Regions from separate parts of the Mus musculus genome. Here all the other regions are linked to region 3. The links are chromatin contacts, called in public Hi-C, HiCAR-type, HiChIP or PLAC-seq and promoter capture Hi-C maps. All regions are on one chromosome and are shown on one strand. The core of a region is the stretch at or near the end of the contact, and the rest is flanking DNA. Distances in the headings are between cores, read along the strand shown.

Region 1 (2,713 bases), core at 167-2,666, 760 kb after region 3:
TTTTCAAAGAAACACTTTCCTATTTACTGCATGGTGTAAACTATTGTTAAATGTATTGTTACATTCTATCACTGCTGAGAGTTATTTGCACTATAATAAAGGAATTTTCTACAAGATTAAAAAAAATAATTTGAATAGCAATTAAGCATGCATTAAAATCAACTGTGTTCCCTGTTAAGTTTCAAACCCAGGACAAACAGTTGAGGTGTCTATTTAACTTATCCAAGCAGACCTGGCCTCAGCTTCTGCCAGCATCTCTGAGTTCCTACCAGTTACAGGGCAGGGCTGTCATACCCTGCCCTCTAGCCCCACCCCATGCTCTTCCCTATATGACACAGCCATTTTGCTTATATGCCCCTTTTGTGTCTTAGGCCTCCTGGCTGCTATACCTCCTTCCCCTCTCTCCCTCCTTCCTTGTTCTCACCCTCCCCCCAACCCCCGGTTCCACACATGGCCCAGCTCAGTCTGGTCATATCCACTCTGGACTTCCCCAGTGTCCCTGCCTCTGGCTATGCTCTCCCACATATCTATAATAAACTTTCTCCTCCACCATTCCTAGGAACAGTCATGGCCTTTCCAATTTTTTTTTCCATTCATTTCCCACTGAGACCAATGAATGCTGCCTTGTAAGAGATAAATACTTCATTAATAAAATTTACTTCATAATAACCCAACTCCAATGTTGACAAACAGACAGCTGGCCTCCTCACACATAACAAGAAAGACTAGAATAGTTTGATTTAACAGAGAAGAGCAGCAGGCCAAGAGACTCAAGTTCTAAGATTCTTCTCACAAACTCAGAGGCAACTGACTGCTGCAGGGCCACCCAGGACTCACTGTGTAGACTTGGTTAGCCTGCCTCTGTCTTCCAGTATGTATCACAAGACCAGGCATCCAGAGCAAAGTGTTAGTGATCAAAACCCAGTGATACTCCTGGTACAGGTCAGACAAGAGCACAACATCATCCAGCCTCTGTGCAAGGCATCAGACATGAGAAATAGCCATGGGAGTCGGGATGGTGGACTCCGTTAAATCCCAGCACTCTGAAGGCAGAGGCAGGCAGATCTCTGAGCTCAAGGCCAGCCTGGTCTACAGAATTCCAGGACAGCCAGGGATACTTAGAGAAACCTGTCTTGAAGAACAACAACAAACAATCACTGAGTAAAACTAGCAACTAATGTCCACATATTACTTATGAGACATTAAAGATCCAAGTACGAAAGCCAACTTTGGAAAAGGAAACTTTCATTTTGTGTGTGTGTGTGTTTTAACAAAACAGACCTGGAGTGTGTGGCAGCAGCTTAGGTGAGTGCCTTTAAATAGTCAGGGATTTGTGAAGTGCAGAGCACATGTAACTTAAGCTGTGTTTTCCTCAAATCCCCAAGCATCCATTTGCTTTAAGAAACCCACGCTTCCTGGCTGGGCGCCTGCATACCAAACCTGCCAGGTCTTGAATAGTTTTAGTTCTGTTACTAAATTAGGAAACTAAAGTAGGCAATGTCTGGGCCAACAACAAACTAAAAAGGCTCAGCATCATTAGCCTGCAAGTCTTCTTAAAAGCCAGGTCATTAGAAGATATTTAATTTTTAATTAGAGATACCAAAGTAATTTAGCCTAATAAGGAGCAATACTAGAAATAATTAAATGAAGACAAAAAAGAAAAAAGAAAGAAAAAATTAAAGAAAAAAAAAAAGAGAGAAACCCAAGCATTTAACAGAGTATTCTTTAGAAACAACCTTCATCCCTGTGTTGGAAATAAACCAGCCCTTGAGGCTCAAAGACGCAATGGCGGATGCTAAAATGTGTTTCAGAAGCAACAGAGAGGCAGGTGAAGTTCATCACAGCTTTACAAAGACAGAGGGGGGAGAGAGGGGGAAGACAGGAGGAAGAGAGGAGGAAGAGAGGGGGGAGAGATGGGGGAGAGATGGGGGAGAGAGGGGGGAGAGAGGAGGAAGAGAGGGGGGGAGAGATGGGGGAGAGAGGGGGGGGGAGAATGAATGAATGAGAATATTCAGCTTAGGAAGTAGCCAGGGAGGCTTGAAAAACACAGAATGATTTCATGAAAATAGTCACTTTAATAAGACAAAAATATGAAGAGAACATATATAATTTTCCTCATCCCAACCTTTACTAGTCTAATCAGCATACCACAAGGTTTTAAAAAGGAACATAGCTATTAATTAGCATTCCCTAAACTATTATAAAGTCACCCTTATATTTTCTCAAAAGCTAATGCCTGCATTCTGAAGGTGTTCAGAAGAATTTTAGTTCCAAGAACATCCAGAAAAGATTTCCCTTATAAACACTGTTAAACATTCATAAATTTCAGAGCTCTGTTTATTATGACTTTAGTTCTGTGAAATAAAAAGAAGTTAAGCGTGTATTTGCTGTGTAGTCCATTTTTCTTGGTTTATGTATTTAAACACCAGATTCAGAAATGACAGAAGCTTGACAGCATCTGAACGTGGCGAGATGCCCTGAAAGACTAGTCACTTTGGATCCACCTTCTAGCACAAAGCCAGTTCCACAACAATTCCTGATGCCTGAGCATGACTTCTACAGAACTTCACAACCAACCAAGGCAACCCCGCATGTGCCCAAACCCAGAGCCTCTTGTTGCGTCACTTGGCTACCTACCATCCCTACAATCTGGCCATGCATAAAAGGGCAGGCAGGCCCATGGGAAGAGGCTGGGCCTTTGCATCTCACATCT
Region 2 (2,845 bases), core at 313-2,812, 710 kb after region 3:
AATCAAGCTGCAAACACAGAAAACAACACAATGAGAGAGAAGCACTAATGCAGAAAGCCCAGTGGCTGTGACATCGCACCATTGCTCAGGACTGTTTGTACCTCAACAAGCTCTATGGGAAAGGGCACAACACCGCCTGGTCCCCAGCTGTATCAGGTGTAAGGAGCATAGGAAAAGAATCACGTTTAATATGTAGCATAGATTTAAAGGAATAAAATATGTATGTACCAAAAAACTGAAAACTGCTCTCTTAGTGAACCACAAAATTTTACATTTACAAAACAGGTGAGGAAAAATATTAACTAATCAATATCACATTCCAGTAACAACAGAAAAGGCCTCAGAAATCCACTAAAATACCTGTTTTCTCACAATTTCTATGACAAAGGCTTTTAAACACAAGCGGAAATTTATGGAGTTTAAGACATAGAAAACTTTTAAAATAAAAACTTCATTAATAAATTATAAATGGGCTACTCACAAGTACCACATGAGTTTAATTCTAGTACTTGGGAGGCAGAGGCAGGTGGATTTCTAAGAGTTCGAGGCCAACATGAGCACGTTCTCAAAAATACAACTCCAAAATGCTAAATGGTCTATAGTCTCATATGTGCCTTTCTGAGCCCCCAAGTAGCTCAAGGAAGTCAAAGCGGAGGAGGTCCTGGCTTGGACTGGAGCCGCAGTAAGGCACAGAGCAAATTAATAATTAGGAAAGGAGAGTAGATTAGAGTCAGACAGCTTGGGCTTGAACCTTCATTCTTCTGCTTACTAGATACGTGGCCTTAGGATCTCATCGGTGTAATGGGGGAACTAAAACTATCTCCTAAGTTTGGGAAGAATGGCTAGGTTTATAAATGTGTGACGCAGGATTCTTGGAACAGAGCCTTCTCTAGTATATGACAGGTATTATTTTCATTATTATTAGTAAGTGACACACTGGGAAGTGTGGCCAATTAACAGAGAACTTTCTTTGGCATGCAGCAAGGGTACCAACCCTTTTCTATCCTTTAATTGCAAGGAACGAGCTGGAGGCTACGGCCTCTGGAGATGATGATTCATCCCTTCAAGCCAAGGACACAAAATGGGACACGACAGAGGAAGCACTTCTCTGCTCTAATATACCACAAAAGCCTCTGTGCAAATTAGATGAGGTGCCATGCAGACATCACACCACAAAGTTAAATACATACCGACACTTGCTACTTCTCCTTACACGCCTCCTCTCCTTGCTTTATGGGGAAAGATGACTAGTTAATGACTCAGAAATACTATTTGGCTACATTTCATCTTAGGGGGATCTGGCTGGCACTCCCAGAGCACTTTCGAATTCATTACATGTGCCCTAGCAGTATATACTATCTTGTGCTATAGCTGAATCAGCTGTGTTAAAGCCTATTACATGTTAATGCCACTTAATATTTCCAAGTAGTACAATCTGAGGAGGGAGGGAATGCAGGAAAGGGAGGGAAGAAAGAGGGAGAGAGGAAGAGAGGGAGAGGGAGCAAGCAATGACCTGCTCTTAGTGTGTTTGGAGTCAGGACTGCGACTGCATCCTGGCTTCCCACAGGGTAGCTGGTTCCTGCTTCCCTGATTCAGTCTCTTCCTTTGCTGTATGATAAGGATGACAATGTAATAGCTCACGGATTTGTGACTTCATGAAGCTGGTGTATATGGGGCCAAGCTTGATCGCACAGTAACAGGTGCTCAGCACACCCTGACCATTTATCTTGCTCTTCTGAGTGTAAAGAGATCAGAAAAGGAGTGTAGATCCTGAGGAGAGCCCGGCGGCTGTTTTAGCTGACACAGCACAGCCTGCTGGTCAGGGTGAGAAAGCTCCTTGTTTGGCAAGGTCCCAGCTGAGAGAGCTAGGCTCTGGCTGCCTCAGGAAAGCACGCTTTTAGCCAGCCAGAATATAGTCTGCTGCCAAAACTCCCAAGCCCAGAGGACTAGCAGTTTAAATAAATGAGCCTGAAATACGAGAATCTGCTGCATGGAAAAGCTTTGAGTCTTTTTTTATATTGTTTTACCCAGACTAACCTGAAATTCACTAAGCAGCTCAGGCTGGTGACAACTCATGACAATTCTCCTGCTTCAGCCCCTCAACTGCTAGGATTATAGTTATGAGCCCCTGTGTTTGGTTCTTACATTCTCTCTCTCATATATATACATATATATGTATATATATGTATATATGTATATATATGTGTGTGTATATATGTACATATATGTATATACACACACCTATATGAATGTAAATAAATAACACTACATATATGTTGTTTAGATTATTTAAGTGTATGAAGTTTATGTATGCATTTGTACCATGTCATGCCTGTTCTTATGGAGATCAGAAGACGGCATTGGATTCCCTGGAAGTTTATGAGTCACAGATGGCTATGAACCACTACATGGGTGCTGAGAATTGGATCCAGATCCTCTGCAAGAGCATAAGTGCTCTAAGCCATTGTACCATCACTCTGGCCCCTGGTTTCTTCGTACGTAATACAGAAACTCTTCACTAAATGATAGACTTTAGAAGAGACTACTTACCTACTAGTCAGTAAAGGTTTATTTTCTTCTGATTAATATTATTTACTTATATTATTTCACCAATACTACATGCTAAATAAAGATCATAAAAGAACATTCAAAAAACAAACAGAAAACCCTTCTTCTACCCAGGAAGCAGAAGCAGGTTGATCTCTCAGTTTAAGGCCAGACTGGTCAACATGGTGAGTTCTTGGACAACCAGGGCCATGCAAAGAGACCTTGTCTCAAAAAACTAAAATCAAACACATATCCACAAACAAATAGCAACAAAAGGGCCTTGTAAAAAAGGCTCAGT
Region 3 (2,897 bases), core at 73-2,572:
ACACACACACACACACACACACACACACTCACACAGGGCTAAGGCTTCTCCTTTTCTTCCTGTTTCCCATGACATGGTTGAGGTCACAGTCAAATTCTCATGGTCAAGTGAGGCAAAGCCCTACTCATTCATAGCCACCAACAGAGCCTGACCCATGCTGCCAGTCACCCGAGGGTGCCAACCGGTGAGTGACAGCCACTAGATCAGAGACTGGCTCGGCAGCACATTCTGTGATACGCCTTTGTGGAGAGCTGCAGACAGCTTACCAGGACAGGGGCACCAAACTTAGGGAAACTCACCAGTGTTTACCTCGTCTCTGGATGCTTTCTGGTAATTCAGCCCTGTGATGAAGTCTGGATCCTGTGATGAGGGGTGAGTAGGGGCCTTTTTGAAAACAAGCAAGCAAACAGACAAAAAGGGAGAGATGAGGAGCCATCTGTGACTGCTGTGGTATCCCTGTGCTCAGTCAGTCCTGCTATCTGTAGGACAATTTTAAAGAGGCCAATGGGATTACCCATAGGGGTCTGCTAGGGATAATATCTGGCTAGATTCTGCTGGAAAATTGAACACTCATTCTGTTCGTGAAAGGCTGGGTTCAAGTTCAGGCTCTGCCTCTCAGCTCTCCAGGGTCCTGCGATGCAAAGCGCAGCTAATATACCTCCCTAAACACACCTGACCTAAAGTCAGGATCACAGACACAAGACACGGCTCTGACAGATACTAGCTGTCCAATTTAAGCAGGCTCCTTACATTTCCTTTTTCTCAGTTTCCCAGTCTTCAGGGGAGTGTTATTATGCTCTCACCTTCTTGGATTCTGTGAAAGTATAGACTGCAAGAAGCCTGCGGGGTGTGGACAAACACCATAGATATAGAAGTCAGGCATGAATTCAGGTGTGCTAGGAACACTGGGCTGCGTCTTTCCAGCCCAAACTAATCAAAAATAGGAGTCACTTCAATACATAGAGATTTTCTTTTTCTTGTACTGAACTGGTTGGTCTGGCCTATCTTCCTAGGAAGCCTCAAAGGTGATCTCCCAAATGTGAACAAACTGAAGACCAGGCTGGTGTCCTCCTGGCTGCTCCAAGATGCTGCAGCTGAGCCGGCTCGCGCCTGCCACCTGGTGTCACAGCCTACCTACTGCCTAGAAACCACGTGTAAGAAAGTGCTTACAACCTAACTACGCACGTTGGTTTCGACCGGCCCTAACCAATACGGACAGGGAAGGCGGGGCAGAGAAAAGCAAAAGCCCAATCACCGCCTACTTTCCAAGGAGAAGGTGGGGCTTAGTATTTACCATGTTGGGTTTGTCCGCAGCGCTAATTACTTTTTCCAAAGGCTGCAGGGCTGCACTCCGGTTGGCTTCGCCGCCTCGCGAGTCCCTGCTCTATCACTACAGTCTTGGGGGCTGCTGGTCCCAAGTACCATGTGTGACGGCACCCTGCTGCCCCCTCTCGTCCTGTCCTTGCTGCTGCTGGTGTGGGGGCTGGACCCGGGCACAGGTAGCGTTCCTAGCTCTCGCGGCCACCTTCCCGGTGCCTTCCCGAAGCATCCCGGCGCCCGGGTGCATAGGTGGACCGCTGACAGCATCCCCTGAGGAGGAGAGTGAAGGCCGCGGCCGGAGAACTGGTCTCTGGTTCCCTCTCGGCACGCGGATGGCGAGCTGACCCCCGGTGCGATCGAGTGGCTTCGCCAGCTTGGAGAGGCCCGGCTCGGGGAGGGAAGGGAGTGCGGGGTCACGGCTGCGCGATACCCACGGAGCCTTGCGAGTCAGCGCCGGAGCGGCCGGCAGCCCTGGTGGCCAGGCTGGTGCTGACGCGTGTCCTCTCTCCCCGCAGCTGTCGGCGACGCGGCGGCCGACGTGGAGGTGGTGCTCCCGAGGCGGCTGCGCCCCGAGGACGTGCACCTGCAGTTGCTGCCGGGAGCAGCGGGGCTCCGGCGGTGGCGGCGACCGCGAGCATCTCCAGGTGGCCATCGAGCAGGGCAAGGAGAGCGCGCCCTGCTACTGCACCTGCCGGCCTTTGGGCGCGACCTATACCTGCAGCTGCATCGCGACCTGCGTTTCCTGTCCCCAGGCTTCGAGGTGGAGGAGGCGGGTGTCTCGGGGCGCAGCGGACATCCTGCCGAGCTGTGCTTCTACTCCGGACGAGTCCTGGGCCACCCGGGCTCCCTCGTCTCCCTCAGCGCCTGCGGCGCCGCCGGCGGCCTGGTATTGCCCGCGCCCCCTATGGGTCTGCCTTGCCCAGTCTGTTACTTCTCCTGGGGTGGTCCCGCGGAGGGCTGGGCGGGAGAAGACCTACCTTCCCATCTCCTTCACTTGGCCCTTTCAGACTGTGCCTTCCTAGGAGAGAGAACACAGGGGAAGGCCTGTTATTGTCCTGGCTTCTGTTGTGTCCTGAACCTGGCCGAGGTGGGGTTGCATTGAGAAATTAGCTATAGCTCACCTAGAGGAAAGAATATGAACCTGTCGTTCCCACTCTGACAGCATCAGCACAGGTGTGTATGTTTTCTGCACGTTATGGGGAAGCTCTAAAGTGTTCATTCCCTGTCTAGGAATGGGGTATCTAAGCACTTCTCTTCTGTCCCTTGAGCCTTCTTACATTAGGAGGGGACCCCAGGCAGGCCATGGTTAGTCTCATTTTTGCTAGCTGAAAAGGTAAGACCAAGAGAGGAACTGTTGTCAGTATCTCTAGTGCCTTACTCTGCAGTAGGTATTTATTTATCTGGATGCTCCCTCGGTGAGAACTGTGCGGTGCTCACCTGTCCCAGGGGAAAGCCCTGCTCTTACTCTTTTTCTTCTCGAAGACCTTGCCTCGCCTTGTTGAGACACCTGTGACAAGTGCACGGAGAGGCACAGAAGTTTGGGGTGGTTTTGCTGTCTTTGTGCTCACACTTGAGCA
Region 4 (2,700 bases), core at 17-2,516, 760 kb before region 3:
CCTGCTGAGTGCTGGGGTTGAAGGTGTGTGCCAACATTTCCCCTCCACCTTGTCTTTTAATGAAACTAAACATTACTTATTTCATCATCATGATTGCAGATGTTAAGGGACTGGATCAACAGGCAAATGAGCAACCTCCTCTCTCGTAACCAGATGTTTCACTTGCTCTGTATGATGTGAGAAATCACCTTAAGCAAAGAGAGAGGGTTCAAACTGGCCTCAGAGGTGGGGTGGCAGTCATCGGTACCAAAAAAGAAAAAAAAATTAAACTGATCCTTTTTTACCACTGAGAAAACTATTAAAATCATAAAACTTTAAAAATTTAGCAATTTTTTAAAAAAGCCATGTTGTGTCTGAAAAAAAAAATCAGCAAATTCATGGCTATCTTCATATTCTTAGCTTCATATCCAGTCATCAAAGTCTATTTTCAAGGTGGTTGATAATGTGAAGTGACTCCAGGCTTTTCTCTCCCATGTCCCCAGATGGAGTCGCTGAATTAGAAGATCCTTAACAGACTAGTTTTTATGACACAGTGAGTTTTATTTCCATTTTGGAGATTCAAAGTCCTCAAGCTTGGTACAGCACCGTATAGATTCCATCAGGCTCCTCAGGCTGAGTCATCTCACGGTGGGGTGCACAGAAATCTAGTCTCTTTTTCTCTGGGGACACCCACATTGACCTCATATAGTAGTTTCCCAAAGGATCCCACCTTTAAACACCACAGAGTTCTCACCTTCTTAATCCCATTAATCTATGGAAACTTGATTCCATCAGTTCCTTTTCAAATCGCAGCTATCTCCTTTATTGCCTTCCTAGTATGTTGCAGAGAACCATTACAAAAACTGTGGTAATGTAACACATAAGAGCCTAAGTTGAAGTCATTACTACATTAATTCCTTCCCTTGAGACAGTGGATCAGAAGAAAGGAATTCTAAGTAGATCGCTTTCCGCACGTTAGGGGAGGGGAATCTATGCTGCAAACCTTTAGGGCCCGGTGACAAGGGCGGGACTCAAATCTCATCTCCAGGAGGTTTCAAATCTCTTGAGCCTCAATGTCCAATCAGTATCAAATACAAGATCGGTTATCCGAGCTATGCCGAGTTGAGCTGCGAGCTCCTCCCTGAAAGTCAAACGCGCTTCCGCCTGGGCATCTTTCAGCCCCGCCCTCTGGTCACACCCCCCCTGTGATTGGTCGAGCGTCGAGGTAGGTCGAGCCACGATAGGTCAGTACCGCCACGGCAGTGAGCGCCACGTGTACATAGGGCCGAACCGGAAGCGCAGAGCAGAGAGGAGCAGCGGGCTTGTCGTTGGTGGCGGTGGCGGTGGCCGCCATGGATCGCGATGAGGAACCTCTGTCCGCGAGGCCGGCGCTGGAGACCGAGAGCCTGCGATTCCTGCACGTGACAGGTCAGGGGCGGCGGGCGCCGCCATGCTCGGTGGGTCGGCCTCCAGGAGGCTTGGCGTTAACGCCGCGGACTGGCCGAGCCTGCTTGTTGGGCCGGAGCTCACCTTTCTCGAAGTCGCCCTAGCTGGGCGGGCGCTCGCGGACTTGGCTCACGGGAGTCCCTTTAACATTTTCCTTTTGCAGTGGAGTCCTCCGCCCGGCGTTTCACTCTACCCGACACTAACACACTGTTGTCTCACTCCTTAACAAAGTGTAACTCACGGAGTCTGGATGGCCTTTGCTTTCCTGAATCAGATAGACACGTCCCCTTTAGTCCTTCAGAACCTAGCTGCTGGGCTCTGCACCCTCCGGGCTACTCCCGAGTCCCCTTGTAGTTGAGAAGTTTCTGTACCCAGCGATTCGCTTCTTAGGAGTCCATTTCCAGCTAGACTGTGAAGGTTCTGAAAGAAGAAGCTATGACTATTTTTGTAGAGTATTATTGAAAAAAATGCTATTACCATTTCTGAAACTGGTTTCTTTCTCTTTTTTTTTTTTTTCCCCCCAGTGGGCTCCCTGCTGGCCAGCTATGGCTGGTACATCCTCTTCAGCTGCATCCTACTCTACATTGTCATCCAGAGGCTCTCCCTTCGACTGAGGGCTTTGAGGCAGAGACAGCTGGACCAAGCCGAGACTGTTCTGGGTTAGTGCCATGTGGTAGAAATGAAGGCGCCTGTCATTTACTTAGTGGGTGGTGGCAAGACATGCCTTTGAGGTTTGAAAGATTTTTATTGAGATGCAAAGACTCCGTGATGGTGTATAGCATACTCAATGCACATCTTGTTCGGTGCATGGGGACCAGTCCCTGGAGATGGCCAGGTCTTGTGGAGGAAACAAGAAGTGTCAAGGGGCGGGGGTGGGGGTGGGGGGATCAGGCATTGGGGTCCTGGGAATCTTGCCACCTGACTGACTGGAAGTGGGGTGCTGCTTTATACAGCACTCCGTAGACAGGGATGGATTCATAGATCATATTTTTGTCCCCAGATGTATTTTAGCTTCCTCGTAGTCATAAGTTTAGCCATCATTGATAAACCGTGACAGAGCAGAGTTATCTTTTACAATCATTTTCCCTCATCAACCCCGTAGCCCATTTTTTTAAAGAATCTAGAGGCATATTTTGCCAAAGCATGACAGTCCATTCTCAGGCTGGTAGCTCTTATGGTTTCAAAGGCACTAGACAGAAAATCTCCAAGCCAGCCTGGGTAGGTTGTCATGTCCTATGGCAGTAGATTAGCAGTTTATTTAATCAACTTTTGATG
Region 5 (2,700 bases), core at 158-2,657, 920 kb after region 3:
CAGGTCTGAAGTCTGGGCTGAGTTTTGGATTTCAGGCTACAAGCTCTACAAAAGCGCAGGAAAAAGAAAAAGAAAAGAAGAGAGGAGAGGAGAGGAGAGGAGAGGAGAGGAGAGGAGAGGAGAGGAGAGGAGAGGAGAGAACAAAAACAGAACTAACAGGATCGTTGATCAGGATGTGCCTAGACACGTCTGGATCTAAAGGTAATCCAACTAACAGGATGATGGGCACTAGGCTAGCCACCGGGACCTGTCACATGGCGTCAGTCCTCCGATTTAAGGATCATTGCACCAACCCCTTATTCTTAGACTAGCTATATGCCAGAATCCCGTCGCTTCATAAATAGCAAAGCTGCTGGCAGCGTACGCTTCCCTGGGTGGGGCTGAACCAGCTGGGTGTCCCGGGAACCCCTGCTGCTCGCCTACTGGGTGCACAGGGGTGCGTGTACAGGCTATTAGGGAAGGGGCGCGGTCCCTGCCCACGGACCTGCCGCTCCTCCGCCTGCATCCCGTACTCCTCGCGCATCCGCAGCAGCTCATCCTCCAGCCTCGCGCGCAGCTGCTCCAACTCCAGCGCCTGGTTCCGCAGCGCGTCTGCCTCCTGCGCGCACAGCCGCGCCTCGTCCTCCGCCTGGAGCCGGCTCTCTTGGCCGCGGCGCAGCGCCTGCTCCAGCTCGCGCACCTCGTCCTCGTACAGCTGCACGCTCTCCCTCCACGACTCGGCCACCAGCAGGGCGTAGCTGTCGTGCACGTCCCGCAGGCGCGGCGGGGGCGCGGCGGGGCTGGTGGCGCGGGCTCGGAAGTGCATGGTGAGGCTGGCAGCGCGGGCTCGTAGATCTCGCACTTGGCGTTCGTGGGCAGCGTCCAAGTCGCGGCGCTCAGTTTCCAGCCGGCCCAGCAGCGCCTCGAGGGCGGCGCGCGCGCCCAGAGCCTCCTCTAGCTCCCGCCGTTGCGCTCCCAGCTCGGCATCCAGGCGGCTGCGGGCAGTGCCGGCTTCCACACCCTCCCGCTGCAGCTCCAGCAGTTCCCTCCGCAGCGCGTCGCGCTCGCCCTCGGCCAGGGCTGTGGACCAGTTCAGTTCATCTAGCTGCTGTCGTAGGCTGCGCGCCTCCTCGGCGTAGAGTGCCTGATCCTCAGCCCAGCGGTCCTCCCGGCTCAGCCGGCTGCGCAACTCCTCCTCCAGTAGCAGGTTCTCGCGCTCCAGCTCTCGCACCCGGCACACGTAGTCGTAAAGCCGGGCGTTGAGCTCCTGCAGCTCCGCCTTTTCAGAGCCCGTCTGCAGCCGCCAGGACAGCATCTTGCTGGGTGTGCCGGACCCTTTCGATTAGCCGCTTGCCTCCTGCCCTGATCTTGTCCCCTCCGCCCCGCCGCGCCGCGCCCGCCGCGCCGCTGCCTCGGAGGCCCTTGGACTGGCGCACCGACTGGCGAGCTTCCCCACTTAGTGGCCCGGTCGCGCGGCTGTGGACTTGGGCCATCGCCTCCAGCCAATCAGGACGCGGCCCGCGCGGCCACTGCGGCCGGACAGCGCCCCCTGCCGGACAGATCGGGCCATGGCGAGGCTGCCCAGCACTGGCCCCCCTGGTGGCCCAGGGTAATCCCACGTGGGTTGTCGGATTACTGCGTGCTGGCTATCTGGGACACCTTATGAGGCTCCCCGTTGCTACTCCTAGGGCGCAACTAAGGCACCCCTGAGTCCCAGCTTTCTTTAATGAAAAATAGTTGCCATTAAATGAGAGATCCTTTTCGTAGAGGAAGCTTCTAATTGGTTGCTCTGGAGATGAGGGGCAGGAGGTGTATTCTTTAAACTAGAGTTATAGTTCAACAATAAAGAGCTTGCCAGATAAAGAATATGCCAGGCCTGGATATCAATATCCACCACCACAAAACAACTTTGCGCATGTATATTGCACATCCGTATATACACATATACCTGTTATGTTTTTTAAACTAAGACCATTTCAGTAATTTTGCTTTTATTTTTTATGTGTGTGAGTGTTTTGCCTGCATGTATTTGTACCACGACGGTGCACACAGACGCCAGAAGAGGGCGTCAAATCCCCGTGAAACTGGAGTTAAAGGCAGTTGTTAGCCAAAATGTGGGTACTGAGAATTGAAACCACATGCTCTGCTGCCAGTGCCCCTAACCACTGAGTCATGTCTTCAGCCCTACATATACATTTTTAACTTCTGGCATGAATGCATCTCCATTTGCCAATATTATATGTTTAGGTAAGATTTCCTTTCCACGCAGAGTGGGAAACGCTGTTACCTTCTTACTTGCACAAACCACCTTCATGGGACTTTATGCTTTGCAATATTAGCATCATTCTGGTGGAGAAAGAACCTAGAAAGACTTTGAAGTGCTCTGAGCACAGAACATTCTAGACACCTACCATCTCTCCAGACTTTTGCAACTGCCTTATACACACCCCCATTATGACAGCCTGGGAGGGGGGCCGCTGTCTCTTCTTTCAGCAGTGTGCCCTTAAAGCACTTAGTTTAATTGCCATAGAAACCACAGCTCTCTCAGTTTGTGCATACTTGCATCTCATTGCATTACACGACAGTTACAAAGGATGGTAGCCAGAGTCAGTAGCATTACAGAGCGCAGGAATAGGCACAGGTGGCCCTAAGTAGGGGGGTGGGGGGTATTCAGCACCAAGGCATTGGCCTGGGAGCCCTGGACTCTGTTCTTCCGTTCTC
Region 6 (2,700 bases), core at 200-2,699, 860 kb after region 3:
TGAGGGGTGTGTGTAATATTGATAGATGATAGATAGATAGATAGATAGATAGATAGATAGATAGATAGATAACACTCACACATCTATGTATATATAGTTTTCTAGGATAAGTATACTTGGGTTTGCCTCTCCTATAAAGTGGGAGTGATAATAATACTCAAATGACACAGATAATGTGAGTGCTGGCTCACACCTTCATAGGGCATACTGACCCTGCCTTACTCACCTCCAGATTCTGAGGCAATAGGAAATTAGATTTTTGTAAGCCACTGAGAGTGATCAGGTCTCAGCCCAGAGGGTCATCTCCAGACCCTTTTATCATTTGTTTTATATAAAAAGACTGGCCCTATTCCTTCCCCCTTTCTACCCTACCCCTATGTAAGAGTCTGTAGGGTGTGAATCAGACATGGGGCCTTGGATGAGTGAGGACAGCCTAAAGGCAAGGGTGTGGAAGGGCCAGGACCCCGCAGCCTACACAGGCTCTCAGCTCCACCTTCAGCCCCACAACCACGTGGCTGTGTCGAGCATCTCTTGATTGACATCTGAAGAGCTTCTGTCCCAGTCAGAACTGAGGTGCAGAGGCTCGGACTGGAGACTAGGAAGGAGAAGGGTGACTTCAGGAGCACAGGTAGCAGATGTCTCAGGGAATAGCAATGATTGTGTGTGGGTTCTCAATACTTTTAACAATCTTCAGAAGCAGGGCATGATACCACAGCCGGTTCTTCCTACCAGAATGTTCTATCAGTCTAGAGAAGGTCCTCCTTGTCTCTGACTCTCTCCCTCCCTTTCCTCCTCCCTCCCTTTCCTTCTCCTTCCCTCCCTCCTCCCTCCCCTCTTTCCTCATTGCTCTATACTAAAAGGACAGAATCCAGATGAGCCTGCGGGCTGCTCCTTGCTAGGCCTCTCTCAGATTCAGCACCTGCCAATCAGAGGACACGTCTCACCTTGGTAATAATAGTGGTAATTTAATGGGAATTTTACCGTAGCCACTGAAGGTAAGGACATTCTAAGTGAGGACGGTGGCAGGGAAGCCCATAGGGTAGCTGCCATGCTAGTTGTCCAGTAGCAATGGGAACCCCAGAACAGCTGTGCAAAGCAAACAGACCCTCACCCCCACGGCCCGAGCAAATCAGAAATGAGTACCCGTGTGGAGAACCCTCCCCATTATCCCAGCCATCGAAACCTCCTGCTGTCAGACAGAGTCCTTGCTCGCTGAGTGGCAGGTGCTGTGGGCAGGACAGGAGCAGCCTGCCTGGGGCCCAGGGATTCACCTTCCCTCTAGAAGCAGAAACAGGAGAGTACAGCTGGAGACCAAGCAAGCACATCACCTCCCCTCCCCCCCATCTTGCCTATCTTTTCTCTGCTGTCCCTGTCCCTTAACTTGGAGGAAGCCATGGGGCAAGGCTGTGAGAGACCCAACCAGGCCTCTACTGCCCCCTGCAGGGGAAAGGAAAGAGTACTACTGGGGAGTCTGGGAGATGGGTCCCCACCCTACCCAACCCCTGCCCCTGCTCTCACCCACCCAGGGCTTTCTGATCTGGACTACAGTCACTTCTAGTCCCAAGGTCCCCCCAGAAGCAAACCTGCCTGTCCTTCAGAGTATCAAGAGGTGGTCTGGCCTTTGCTCTTTTGTGTTGAAACTTGTCTGTACCTAACTTTTTTTTTTTTTTTTTTTTGAGAAAAAGCAAACAAAACAATAGACTCTTTAAAAAGCGTAAGTTCCCGTGTGAGGTTTTCCCGTCACCGGCCTGCTCCCACTCCCTTGCTGGATGTCCATTGAAGGCATTGCCTGCTAGCACGCAGGGCTGCTGGCCCTGGAGTATTTCTGGCTCCCTTTGCACGGTGCCGTCCCCGCATTCCTCATGCGGACAAAACTGCCCTAGAAGTCTGGGAGGCTCTGGGAGGCTCGTGCTTGCCTGAAGATTCCCAATTCAGGCTTGAGGAATGTCACTAACCTGGGCCTGGCCAGCTTCCCAGAGCATCCTTAGACAAACTTGGTATTAACAGCTCTCCCAACCCTGCGAAGTGTCCAGGGCCTTGGCCTTGTGTTTATAGTGCTTCTCCTTAAGGATATTAAAATGAAATGGTCCAAAGCCAAGTACATTTCAGTGTAAACCTCTGTGCCGCAGGGCCCGCTCAGAGCAGGCAGCCTTGTTTGGAAGTGGCCCCATGTGGTCCTGGGCACAGCAGGCTAAGGCGGTCTTCTGGGTCCCAAGACAGCAGCGGGAATGGCGAATGGCATCTGCCTCTGTTGAAACCGAGGCTCCAACAGGGATTTCTGAGTAACTGGGTTTCCCCTCTGTATAATTTCTTTGCCCAAATGCATCTATTTCCCAGCTCCCACTTGTCCTAGTCTCCTATATTTTGCACAGGCATAATGAAAAATGTTTATGAAGCCTTTTTTTTTTAATGTAATTGTTTGGGTAGGTCTCCATGACCTTCTATAACCCTCCCTTTTTCTCAACCCTTCCCCCATGCCCTGTTAGCTCTGCTTCATGCCCCTCCTCCACACAGTGGCTGCCTGTTCTAATACCACTTAGACCCCAAGTGTCCTGAGAGGCTAGCAGTCAGGCAGCTCCGGGTGTTTGTAACTGATGGAGCCTGGGGTCCCCTGGTGGGTAAGATTGCACCTGGGAACACTCAATGACTGTGGCCTGCACCTTCCTGTGGCTTTCCTCGGCTGCCCGCTTCTCCCCTGCT
Region 7 (2,771 bases), core at 260-2,759, 780 kb after region 3:
TGCAACCAGAGCTGGGGGCGCAGAGAGGGTCTAGGTTGACCCTGCTTGGTGAGTACCAGACCAGGGGAGATTTCCCTCAAAAAAAAGACATCTGAGGAACAAGTTACAAAGTGGTCCTCTGCTACCCTCTTCCCACACACTCCCTCCCCACAACACCCCCCCATAAGAATTTTAAAGAATCTATTATTTTATATGTAACTAAATTCTTAGTTAATTGCACCAAGTACTTAGTTTACTATTTCCCAACAGCAGTTTGTCTAGTAATTTTCCTGGCCATTTATTGTCTTATTAGATGTCTCCATTTAATCTGTCTTAGCTGGACTTACATTTTAAAGCAAATAAATTGAAAGTCCTTTAAATTAAAATTCCCTAACTTACCAACCAAAATAGGTTTAAGGAGCTAGAGATAGAAAGACAGGGTCCGGGGCTCATCAAATTTTTATAAAGCAAAATATAAATGACACTGTTTTCAAACTAAGAATTATAAGTATGCTTACCTTCTGGAACCACAACTATGTTATTTGAGTGAAGGTACCTGTGACAAAAGGAGGGGAAAGTTGCTGTCATTATTCAGTATTTTGTCAGATAACCAGCTAATACAAGCTCTGTTTGAAAACTTATCAAATATAAGCAAAACTTCCAAAACACACAGACATAACAACAGCTAATGCTTTGAGAGTAATATGCTAAATAACAAATATTAAATATATCTTCTGATTTAGTCATTTTAAAATCATTAATATAAAAAAATCATAAGGTATTTAACCTCATTAAAAAATTTCTAGTTCCATAGGCTGGAGAGACGGCTCAGAGGTTACTCCAGATTCCCGTTCAATTCTCAGCAACACCATGTGATATTTTATAACCACCTTCAGTTAGATGTAAGGCCCTCTTTTGGTGTGCAAGCATACATGTAGGCAGAACACACTATATATAGTAAATAAATAAATCTTTTTTAAAATTACTAGTACATCTAGTTCATTAAATTATTTAGGTTTTCAGAAATATATTTACTGTGTAAAGAAAAATCAATACCTATTGTGTAAAAGGAAAGATCAGTTTTAGTTTCTAAACAGTAAAAGTGGACTGAAGACAATTCTAACTGGCTCAGCTAGCCATTAAGAGAGAGCACTTGTTCTTACAGGGTCCCAGCACCCACTTGGTGCCTCCTAACCGTCTATAATTCCAATTCCAGAAAACAAGCACCCTTTTCTTCACTACACAGGCCCTAGGTGTGCATATGGCACGTACATACTTGCAGGGAAAATACCCAAACAAAATAATCTTTAAAACAAAACAAACAGAAAACTCTTAAAGATGTCTCTAGTTGGCATGCTTACTGTAACCCAAGAATAGAGATTAGATGTTCACTAACGTCTCCGCAGAAATACTCAGATGCCAAGACACAGAAATCTGACTTCTCAGCAGCAGAAGTCTTCTTTAAAAAGACCTACAAGTCCAGGCTTGTCTAAGTCATCAACACTTTCCCACTGAAGCATCTTTGGCACACTCTGGTGGGGACTCCAGGTACCATCTGAAACTATATATATTCAGAGCTACATGCCATGACTGCCAGAGATCGTACAGTAAAAATAAAATCAGTAATAAAACTGATTTTCTTGTGAGGTAGGACAACTCGATTTTAGAACACTTGATTTCAAACCAGCCAATTTATTGTAGGTAAAAAAATAAATCCCCAAAGTATTTTAAAATATAACTTAGAAATTTTCTTTCATGTTTTGACTATCTTTAGTGAGTGCTAAAATGTCAGTAAGAACAGAATTATAAAAGCAGAAAAATTGTGAAGGCTTTTTTTATGCCGAATTAAACCAGTGCTGTACAGAATGTTAACCTGTGGGTTCTGAAATCAGCTAAGACCAGACACACTCAGATGTGAGATTTTTTTCTTCCAGGAAATACCTAAGGGCTTTTCACTAATGACTCTAAGGTTTGAAACCAGCTTTTCAAAAGATACTATGAAGAGAAGCGACCAGGCTGTCTGACAAGATCACATCCTCAGGAGAAGACAAGGAAAGCTGAGGAGAAACAAGCACCCCTGCCATGCCACTTGGCCACCAAGCATTCCCTCTCCTTCCTTCCATGTTCCATCACCACTGGCTGACAGAGGAGAGACCTGAGCCTAGAGTGTCTGCTCTTCTTGACAGTCAATCAAGCAACAAAGCCTTTTCTTTTGGCAAAAGCTGCAGTCATAGGACTGGCTTCTGTGTTTGCCAGGAAGTAAGCCTTCACTTGATAACTATGTGACACAATTTAACCAAGTGTGCACTCTAAAACTCATTCTTCACTCTGTGTATATGAATTGATTACACATTTTGAACTCAATACTTTGGAAACATTCTTTTTTTTTGGTTTTTCGAGACAGGGTTTCTCTGTATAGCCCTGGCTGTCCTGGAACTCACTTTGTAGACCAGGCTGGCCTCGAGCTCAGAAATCCGCCTGCCTCTGCCTCCCGAGTGCTGGGATTAAAGGCGTATGCCACCATGCCCAGCTCCTTTGGAAACATTCTTGTTCAAGGTCATTTGTGCCAAAAAACTGTAAATCAATGTGCAGGTACACTCACTACAGTATGTAAATATGAACAGATGCCATCACATAAAAATCACAAAAAAAAAAGAGTACCCATTATTATGACTGAAACTTAACAACACATTTTAATACACTAATGTGTCTATATTAAAATAAAGATGCTATATACCACTAGAGTGTTCCTGATCCTAACTACACATTGGAACTATCAGGGTCTCCAAAAG

The links. HiChIP or PLAC-seq counts read pairs in DNA pulled down with a chosen protein or histone mark. Hi-C and Micro-C count contacts between places; a contact is called where the count stands out from the background. HiCAR-type assays count read pairs that join an accessible place to other places. Capture Hi-C pulls out chosen DNA fragments and counts their contacts.
Region 1: a contact with region 3 is called in a HiCAR-type map of astrocytes, with 5 times the contacts expected there. The contact joins the enhancer-like site here to the promoter of Adamts17 in region 3. A contact is called at or near these places in 9 of 39 promoter capture datasets (cranial neural crest, embryonic stem cells, frontonasal cranial neural crest and 4 more), 3 of 115 datasets of contacts at active chromatin or transcription factors (astrocytes, embryonic hindbrain and neural tube) and 2 of 9 other capture datasets (embryonic stem cells and liver).
Region 2: a HiCAR-type map of astrocytes shows a contact between it and region 3, with 4 times the contacts expected there. The contact joins the enhancer-like site here to the promoter of Adamts17 in region 3. A contact is called at or near these places in 10 of 39 promoter capture datasets (the 3T3-L1 cell line, the C10 cell line, cranial neural crest and 5 more), 3 of 484 Hi-C or Micro-C datasets (the N1E-115 cell line, cerebral cortex and cortical neurons), 3 of 115 datasets of contacts at active chromatin or transcription factors (astrocytes, forebrain and pancreatic cancer cells) and 3 of 9 other capture datasets (adipose tissue, embryonic stem cells and liver).
Region 4: a contact with region 3 is called in a Hi-C map of conventional dendritic cells, with 11 times the contacts expected there. The contact joins the promoter of Selenos here to the promoter of Adamts17 in region 3. A contact is called at or near these places in 2 of 39 promoter capture datasets (the 3T3-L1 cell line and liver), 1 of 484 Hi-C or Micro-C datasets (conventional dendritic cells) and 2 of 115 datasets of contacts at active chromatin or transcription factors (bone marrow-derived macrophages and forebrain).
Region 5: a promoter capture Hi-C map of liver shows a contact between it and region 3, with 2.7 times the contacts expected there. The contact joins the promoter of Synm here to the promoter of Adamts17 in region 3. A contact is called at or near these places in 6 of 39 promoter capture datasets (the C10 cell line, the HPC-7 cell line, hippocampal neurons and 2 more), 1 of 15 datasets of contacts at CTCF or cohesin (embryonic stem cells), 6 of 484 Hi-C or Micro-C datasets (the N1E-115 cell line, cerebellum, cortical neurons and 2 more), 4 of 115 datasets of contacts at active chromatin or transcription factors (astrocytes, double positive thymocytes, microglia and 1 more) and 3 of 9 other capture datasets (adipose tissue, embryonic stem cells and liver).
Region 6: a contact with region 3 is called in a CTCF HiChIP or PLAC-seq map of stem cell-derived epiblast-like cells, with 7 times the contacts expected there. The contact joins the enhancer-like site here to the promoter of Adamts17 in region 3. A contact is called at or near these places in 2 of 39 promoter capture datasets (the C10 cell line and hippocampal neurons), 1 of 15 datasets of contacts at CTCF or cohesin (stem cell-derived epiblast-like cells) and 1 of 115 datasets of contacts at active chromatin or transcription factors (astrocytes).
Region 7: a contact with region 3 is called in a Hi-C map of neural progenitor cells, with 8 times the contacts expected there. The contact joins the enhancer-like site here to the promoter of Adamts17 in region 3. A contact is called at or near these places in 22 of 39 promoter capture datasets (the 3T3-L1 cell line, 3T3-L1-derived adipocytes, the C10 cell line and 14 more), 3 of 15 datasets of contacts at CTCF or cohesin (embryonic stem cells, large pre-B cells and stem cell-derived epiblast-like cells), 95 of 484 Hi-C or Micro-C datasets (the 3T3-L1 cell line, the AML12 cell line, the AtT-20 cell line and 50 more), 18 of 115 datasets of contacts at active chromatin or transcription factors (PVALB interneurons, SST interneurons, astrocytes and 13 more) and 2 of 9 other capture datasets (embryonic stem cells and pancreatic islet).

Annotation. Positions count from the first base shown.
Region 1 is chr7:67,596,850-67,599,562 of GRCm38.p6, forward strand. The region is part of intron 5 of Lrrc28 (leucine rich repeat containing 28); the gene reads right to left. Among named protein-coding and RNA genes, the nearest start is that of Gm23233, 28 kb to the left of the region's middle. Within about 2 kb of position 1,417, at least 29 of the 459 cell types and tissues checked have an H3K27ac peak or open chromatin away from gene starts, as enhancers often do. A contact at or near this core is called in astrocytes, where this site is marked.
Region 2 is chr7:67,547,604-67,550,448 of GRCm38.p6, forward strand. All of the region lies in intron 6 of Lrrc28 (leucine rich repeat containing 28), which reads right to left. Among named protein-coding and RNA genes, the nearest start is that of Gm23233, 22 kb to the right of the region's middle. Within about 2 kb of position 1,563, at least 92 of the 459 cell types and tissues checked have an H3K27ac peak or open chromatin away from gene starts, as enhancers often do. A contact at or near this core is called in the N1E-115 cell line, adipose tissue, astrocytes and 4 more, where this site is marked.
Region 3 is chr7:66,838,413-66,841,309 of GRCm38.p6, forward strand. Adamts17 (a disintegrin-like and metallopeptidase (reprolysin type) with thrombospondin type 1 motif, 17) reads left to right here and starts at 1,323. Exons shown (of 23, transcript NM_001033877.4): 1 at 1,323-1,499; 2 at 1,836-2,206. The coding sequence starts at 1,424. It overlaps Gm33627 (a long non-coding RNA gene), which reads right to left and starts at 1,379. Exons shown (of 4, transcript XR_391554.2): 1 at 1,295-1,379; 2 at 300-384.
Region 4 is chr7:66,078,383-66,081,082 of GRCm38.p6, forward strand. Selenos (selenoprotein S) reads left to right here and starts at 1,267. Exons shown (of 6, transcript NM_024439.3): 1 at 1,267-1,407; 2 at 1,950-2,084. The coding sequence starts at 1,332.
Region 5 is chr7:67,758,335-67,761,034 of GRCm38.p6, forward strand. It overlaps Synm (synemin, intermediate filament protein), which reads right to left and starts at 1,408. Exons shown (of 5, transcript NM_207663.3): 1 at 485-1,408. The coding sequence starts at 1,294.
Region 6 is chr7:67,699,617-67,702,316 of GRCm38.p6, forward strand. The region is part of intron 7 of Ttc23 (tetratricopeptide repeat domain 23); the gene reads left to right. Among named protein-coding and RNA genes, the nearest start is that of Gm34140, 16 kb to the right of the region's middle. Within about 2 kb of position 1,450, at least 24 of the 459 cell types and tissues checked have an H3K27ac peak or open chromatin away from gene starts, as enhancers often do.
Region 7 is chr7:67,618,577-67,621,347 of GRCm38.p6, forward strand. Lrrc28 (leucine rich repeat containing 28) reads right to left here. Exons shown (of 10, transcript NM_175124.5): 4 at 498-535. Among named protein-coding and RNA genes, the nearest start is that of Lrrc28, 25 kb to the right of the region's middle. Within about 2 kb of position 1,510, at least 37 of the 459 cell types and tissues checked have an H3K27ac peak or open chromatin away from gene starts, as enhancers often do. A contact at or near this core is called in the C2C12 cell line, bone marrow-derived macrophages, cortical neurons and 3 more, where this site is marked.